2 separate regions of the Columba livia genome follow, and region 2 is linked to region 1. Evidence: chromatin contacts called from public Hi-C data. All regions are on one chromosome and are shown on one strand. Each heading gives the region's core, a stretch centred on a gene start, on an enhancer-like site or on the middle of the called end of the contact. The rest is flanking DNA. Distances are from core to core; before and after follow the strand shown.

What was found. A called contact is a pair of places that touch in the nucleus more often than the background predicts.
Region 2: a Hi-C map of liver shows a contact between it and region 1, with 5 times the contacts expected there. The contact joins the enhancer-like site here to the promoter of NECTIN1 in region 1. A contact is called at or near these places in 2 of 2 Hi-C or Micro-C datasets (crop and liver).

What each region holds. Positions count from the first base shown.
Region 1 is chr24:1,722,956-1,726,654 of bColLiv1.pat.W.v2, reverse strand. It overlaps NECTIN1 (nectin cell adhesion molecule 1), which reads right to left and starts at 1,730. Exons shown (of 9, transcript XM_065040277.1): 1 at 961-1,730. The coding sequence starts at 1,042.
Region 2 is chr24:1,775,558-1,779,256 of bColLiv1.pat.W.v2, reverse strand. All of the region lies in intron 5 of NECTIN1 (nectin cell adhesion molecule 1), which reads right to left. Among named protein-coding and RNA genes, the nearest start is that of NECTIN1, 52 kb to the right of the region's middle. Within about 2 kb of position 1,861, at least 1 of the 3 cell types and tissues checked has an H3K27ac peak away from gene starts, as active enhancers do.

The sequences.
Region 1 (3,699 bases), core at 481-2,980:
CTGCCATGCACTCCAGAGGCGGCCACCGAGAGCCCAGCCTCAGAAAGGCAAAAATCATTTCTATTTGCATTTCTCAGTTCATTCACAAGCGCTGTAAACCCAAACACTGGACCCCTTCCACGTCTCCAACAGCCGACTCCAGCATTAACCCATTCTGCACTGGAGCAGAATAAGAGTCTCCCCCAGGGCACTTCAGAAAGTGGGTCACTCTCCCGTTTCTAAGAGCTGTGCTAGAGCCCAGGGCAGGACCAAGCCCTGGGGTGGGGACACATGGGCTGTTCTGCAACCACCAGGGTAGTTCGAATGAGCTGCGGAGAAGTCAATCCAAATCTTTGCCCATCTCCTCCTTTCCAGGGATGGATCAAAACCAAAGGGATGGATCAGATGCCATCAGGCATCCAAGTGTAAAAGCAGTGAAAGGAAGGTCTGAAACCTGTAAGCAATCCAATCTCTCTGCAAAAGAGCCCGTGGGAAGTGTTTGTGTTGAGGGGAGTGGGGATTTTAGGGGTGCTGGACAGCTGAAACCTTCCATCTCTCCTTCTGAAACATCTGTGCTCATTACCCAGCCCTGTGGCTCCCTTTCCCGGGAAGCCTGGCTGCTATGCCTCGCTAGACGCTGCTCGATCCAAAAAGCAAACAAACCGCCTCAGCTCCCAGGACTCCGGAGCCCACTGCCTGCAGCTGCTTCCAAAACAAACAATCGGGTGTTGTTCCTCTCCAAGCCAAGGATGAAATCGTCCCCGATTTTCTCCCACCCTCACGCAGATGCTTCCACACCTGCTCCAGACCTGGACGGGCACCCCAAAAAGCCGATCCCATCCTTCCCCGCCTCTCCACAGCCCTTCCCGCAGCCCTTCCCCGCGTCGGCACCTCGTAGCCCTCCTCAGGGGCTGCTCCGACCCCCGCAGCGCTCCGGCAGAGCCCACCGCCTCCTGGGGGGACCGACCGGCAGCGGCTCACCTGGTAGGAGCGCGGCCGCCAGGATGCAAACTCCGATAGTCCACCAAGATGCACAGCAACTTGTCTGCAGCTGTGAAGCCATGAGAGTTCCTTAGAAGAAATGGGCAGGGGTCGGTCTGGTAGCGTCCCTGGGCCCCCCCACCCTTCCCGCCTTCAGTGATTTTCAGGTCTGCTTTAAAAAAAAAGGTTTAAAAAATGTAGGTGCAGGAGGACAAAGAGGTGGCGCGCCCAGCAGGCGAGCCGGCGGGAGGACGGGCGGCCGGAGGTACGCTCCGCACATCCGATGGGGCCCTGGGGCTCGGCGGGGCGCGGAGCCCCTCTCCGCGGGCGCGGGGCGCTCCGGCCGGCTGCGGGCGGCGCGGCAGCGCGGGTGCCTCCCTCCGGGAGCGAGCACGTCCGCAGAGCTGGGCGAGTGAGAAAGGGAGGGGGAAAATGTAATTTGGGAAAAAAAAAAACAAAAAGGAAGACTGGGGGGAGGAAGAACAAATAAAGAAAAGCGAGGGAGAGCCCTCCGCGGGCTGATGCCGCCGCTCGCAGCGCGGCGGTCCCGTGGCTCCGGCGGCGGGGCTCGGCAGCCCCCGCCCGCTGCCTGCCCTCCGCTTCGCGGGCCGCCGGCGGCGCTCAGGCGGCGGAGGTGGCGGCGGCAGCGGGCCGGCTGCGGTGCTCCATGGCCGGGCGGGGGGCGGCGGCAGCGGGCCGGCCGCGGGGCGGGGGACGCGGGCTGCCCGGGCTGCGCGGCACGGTCGCTCGCACACGCACACAGTCCCGGGCGGGGCGGCGCTCACCCTCTCCTGCGTGATGTCAGTGCACAGCGGAAGGAGGGCGCAGCGTTAACCCTTTGCCTGCCGCGCAGCCCGGGCTGCCGCCACCGCGGGCCGCGCTCCGGCACCGCGGGGATGGCCGCTCCGCGGGGCCGCGCCCGGCTGCGGGGTGCGCCCGGCTGCGGGGTCTGCCCGCCTCGGCCCCGCGGGGTGAGGGGGGACAAGGTGCCCCCGCCTCGCCCCTCGCCTCCTCTCCCCTCCAGCCGGCTGCTGCTGGCAGCTGTCTTTTGTTCGGCGGGTGTCCGGCGTGCGTGCGGGGGACAATCTCGGAACCCAGGGCACCTCTCTGTTGGTTTCCTAAGGTGCTTTTTAGGCTGTTTTTCTGCACCCAGGTTTTGTGGACTTGAGAGACTTGTTTTCGGAATTCCCTTACGGATGGTGGAATGCCTGGGCCGTGGCTGCTGGCAGTGGCAGCAGCCTACCTATCTGGCCATTGATACGACATATAAAAATACCTTCTAGAAACCATGTGCAAAATAGACATCGCTATCATATGGAATCTAGATTTACACTCACAAATGCTTTGGATGTAGATACTGTGTAATATACAGCATTTTCATGGGACCTACTGAAAGAAGGAGCTTGTTCTGGACACATTCTGTGTGCACCGAGAAGCGAGGAGATTCAGAATCAGCACTGAAGGAGGGAGGCACTGCTTTGCTGTGCTTTGTGACAGCCCTTATTATGTGGACACAGACACAGCCTTTGTGGATCTTTTGCTAAGGAGGTATTTAGCCTACTAATGCCAGCTCCTGAGCTGGCCTGGCCTCCACAAGGATGCTGAACCCCAAACAAAGATGTGAACAACAATGACAACAACCAACAACAAAGTCATGTTGATTTCAAGCTCCATTAGAACAACACAGGAACAAATCAATGCCTGGCAAGCAGAAAAGGACAGAATCAGTGGGGAAGGATACCACACAGGAGAAGGGAAGGGGGGGCAGCCAGCAGCTATAAAAAGATACCTCTAAGGACCCCTCCAGCAGTCTCCTCCTCCTTTTAATTCCTTTAGAAGTTAATTCCTGTTCAAGGGAAGGATGGGCAGCTCTGTAACAAAGCGGATTAGCCACATACAAGGTTTGTTCCGAAATAACAAAAGTTATTACGTAGTAATGAGGTTTAGTTAATAGATTCACAGACTTCAAGAGCACTGGGATTCATTCCTCTGGATATCCTGCTTGCAGAGCAGAGGCTGCTGAACTTGCCTCCATGATTCCACATCCTGCCTCTTCTGTAAAGCTGCAGGACCACAAACCCCTGACCTTGTGCACAGGCAAGCTATGGAGATCTTCAAGAATCCTTGCAACAGTTGTTTCAGTGGTTGGTTTTTCCACCCTTGCAGTGTTTATCTGGCTTCAACTCGAATCCATAAAATCTCATAATCTCCTTTTTCATCTCCATCGAAGAGGTACCTCCTGTGAGATATTACTCCCCTGGGCAGGTCTCTCGAAGTTGCCATCAAGTGCCTCACATTACACAGTGTTCCAAGTTATATTTTGCCCAATGTTGTACTCTGCTGTCTACCTTTTAATGTATTGCCACTGGCACCAGAGCGAGCCTCCGTTGAGATGCATGGGCCAGACCTCAGCACTAGTGTGTTAAGCCTTCTGCAAACCCAGGCAAAGACATCTTGGGTTGGTTACCCTCACTTCACAGACTCAGGGCTTCCCTCACAGGCCCAGCAAATAGGGGTTCTCCTCCGTGAAAGGAAGGAGAATAGCCAAAGCTGTGATTGTGCAGTACACCAGGCAGGTCTGTTCGCCCCCTTGGCAACCCTTTAGTGCACTGCATGGCGTGGGGAGCAGTGACGGTTTGGCAAACACTCAAATTGCCCGAGATGTTCACTATGAGGGCTAGGATGGGGAGCGCTGTTCCTGGCGGCTTGTGGGTGACACAGAACAGACATGGCAAATAC
Region 2 (3,699 bases), core at 612-3,111, 52 kb before region 1:
CAGCACAGCTTAGCCCAGCCACTAAGGAAGAGGGGAGAAAGAAGCTTCCCCTGGGTAGAGGCAGTTCCTAAAACAGCTGCAGATTTTGGACACGGGTACTGAATCTGAGCAATTGCTGGGCTGATCCTTGCGGCATAAACGCTTTGCTTATGCCCAAGAGCTTTTTCACTCCTTCCTTTGCTGAAACATCATCCCAACAACAGCAGCTCGGTTTCTGCAGTGCTGACTTGCCCCGTGCAAAGCCTCACGAGCCTGAAACCGCACACAGCACAGCACACCGGGCAGAGCGGGCTGGCGTACAGGCAGATGGAGGGGCTCCCTGCTGCAGCCACAATGAGAAGCAGGACATTGTGCAGGCAGGAACTAGCATCTCTTTCCAAAGACAGCCTCCGAGAGCAGGAGCGAGGGCATGTATTTCAGCACAGGGAGGTGCGACTGGGTTCTGGAAAGCCAAAACCACATGTTGCATCCACAGAAGGCTTGTCATAGCCAGCTGGTTAATGCAAAGCTTCTCTGCAGAGACAGCAAGAAATGTCACGTCCATCCCCTGGTAGTCTTGGCTGCTGAGGGCTCAATTTAATCAACCCAAGGATGTGTGCAGCCCTTGCACTTGCTCCCCCTGCCCATGCCACATTCCCAGGCCTGCCCCTTGCCATCGCAGCCTCTGCAACCCCGTGGAGCTCCATTTCCAAAACTGTGCACAAAGCAGGGGTTCACCTAGAGCTTAAGTAAGTGTATGTAAAGGCCAACGAGCTGGCTCAGACTCCAGGGGCTGTAACTTTGATTTTCCCCCACCCACAACTCCAATCTGAAGCCTCCTTCTACCTCACTTTTCCCCACAGCAAGGCTGATTCTGTGCACTGTGGGTCCCAACATCCCACCCTGAAAAGACCCAGACACAGTGTGCATGCTGGGGACAGCCATACTGAGCCCCCCTGCCTCCCAGCTCTGGAAAACAGGCAGATCTGAGACAAGTCTGTGCACAAAACCAAAAGCAGCTTGGCCCACTTTTCTATGAAAAGCCTCATTAACAGATGAAGTGAAAGGGGGGGATGTTTTTCTACCTTTCTAATATATATATATATATATGTATATATATATATATATATGTATATATATATTTTTCCTGCCCTTTGTGCTGCTCATCTTCACGCCACCCCCCCCGCCACCGCCAATGCCGTGGACACGACAACTAACATGCCGCTGTTCTGGATTTCACATGTTCAGGGAAGGAACTATTTTCTGCTCAGAACCCATCCCCGTCCTCCCCGCGGTGGCCCAGTTCCCATGCCAGAGAAAACAAAACCGAACTGTGGGAAGAGCGTGAAGATCGCAAGCCAGCAGCCGAAATCATCCCCCTCCCTACCCACACGCTCGTCCACCCACCACTCCCCCCGCAGCCTGGAAAGGCGAGCGGCTCTGCGGGTGCGGCCGGGGGATGTGGCTGAGCCCCTGTTTTTGGGGCGGTAGGACCAGGCGGGAATGGGCGGCCCGGGGGGGCAGCGGGAGCGGGCGGGCTCGGCCCGGCACCGCCGCTGGAGGGCGGCACAGACCGCCGCTGCGCTGCGGCGAGCCCGCGGGGGGGTCCCCGGGCCGGGCTCCGCCACAAGGTCCCCTTGGGGAGGGCCGGTGGGGTGCAGCGTGCCACCCCCCGCCTCTGCCCCGCAGCTGGCTCCCTTTGATTTGTCCCTCCAGCCCTGTCCCCGGCACACCGCGCAGCTGCCGGGCACAGCCTGGCACATCTGCAGCCCTTTGCCACAGCGCCCCGGTGTCCAACAGCCAGGTTAATGAATGGTTCGGGACAGCTGCGGCTCCCGGCGGGTGTTGCTCCGCACGCATCCATTGCTGTCAGTCCCACAAAGGGGGATTTACCCCGCTGCCCGCGGAGTTTCGTGCCTGGGGTGCAAAAGAGAGCGCAAGAGCAGCCTGGGGAGAGAAGGGGAAGTGTGGGAAAAGGATCCCCTTTTTGTGTTCGAGGGGTGCGTGAAATTTCTGGAAACTGGTGCGATGCCTGAGTGTGCTGGGGGCCCCATGTGAAAAATCCATTAGGAAGAGTCTGGAGAGAATTAAAGCCGCTGTGAGAAGTGGACTGGAGAAACAGGAGACAGCAGAGTTGGAGGGAGGGGGAACAAGCTAGGCTTTAATTCCAGCATAAAAAACCAAACATTTCCCACCCCCTCCTGCTGTATGAATAGGAATTAAAGCAGCAACACTATCTGCCCACTGCCCGGCTCTGCCAGCTGTTGCATTCAGCCCGGCTTCCTGTCCCCATACCAGGAGCTGGACCTCTGGGGCGGCAGCTGGGAGTGCAGAGAGATGGGGGTTGCCCTGGGCTTCACGCTGGCACCCGGCCCAGCCCACAGGTTCTCTTTGATCCCTCCATTCAAGGCGAGAGGGCTCCAGCATCCTCCTGCCTTCTCCCTGCAGCACCCAGAGGCACAGCACTGCTGCCACTGCAGACGAATCAGGCTTTCCCCATCACAAGAGTGCCTTCAAAGATACACATTTTAAAAATCACATCTTTCTTCTAACGACTGGTTTTTTAAAAAAAAAAAAAGAGTATGCAAATCATCCTGCCACTCCATCAGTCCTTTATCTAATTCTTTCTGAACCCACTGGCCAGTTTCAGGGCTATCTGAGAAGACAAGGAGCCAAAATTATCCCTATCATAAAGTTCTTGGAGAGAGCTAGAGTGGAATCCCTGGGAGAGGTGGGAGCTAAACCTCATTAGACATCACAGAACCCACAGGGACAAGAAGCTGTTCCCAAGGGCAGGAAGGGCCCAGAATAGAAAAAGCGCATTTCCAGGCACCAAGTAATTCTATGAAATGCAGATCCACAGGAAACCAGCTTTCAGAAGCCCTTGTGCTCATCACACTGCTTAGATATTTTAAAAGACACCACTTCCTGTGGACACATTTTTTCTTGAAGTCACATTTCCATTCTTTTCCCTTCAATCATAAGGGTCAAGGAAAAACCCAGCACCAGCTGAGATTCTCGCTGTAGCCATGGGCATGTAGGAAAATGTCAAACTCCATGAGAAATTACCTTTTGGACATGTGTCAGCCCAAGCTGCTCCTTGCACGAAGCTCCTCCAGAGCCTTGCAAAGTCAAACACCCGCTGCAATGGGAAGCTGGGGGGACTTGGGCTGGCTCCAGCCAGGGTGAGCAGCAGGAACCTTAAAGTCAATGGGCTCATGGAGCTCCCCAGATGGCCTCAGCAAATACAGTGGTGGTTTTTTTATATGGCAGATTGCTGATGGCAACTTTCCCTGCCAGTGCAGTCCATGGCAAATTATCCCAGGACTTTGACCCACTGTGTTAATAGATATGTACATAAATGAAGATAGGGAGATAGCTGTGGACCCGCCTTAGCCCAGACTGGGCTGCAATTTGAGAAGCCCGTAGCACTGCTGTCCTTTTTCCTTCACAACAGCCCTTGCACCTATGCATGCCCACCTCTGGCCCCAAGGGATCGTGCTTTTCCTCTCCCTACCCGGGATTTCTACTCTCCTTGTGTGGAGCAGGATGGGGGGAGAGCAGGCAGTGAGGGTGGAAAAACCACTGGCAACTAATCCAGAGGTTCAGCAGCTGCCACTGGCATTTCAGAATGTGACAGCTTTTAGGCCAGATGCCAAACGTCTCTTAGGTTTTAATCTCTCTGTCAGGTCACCTCTCGCTTGTCAATCAAGCGCTGCT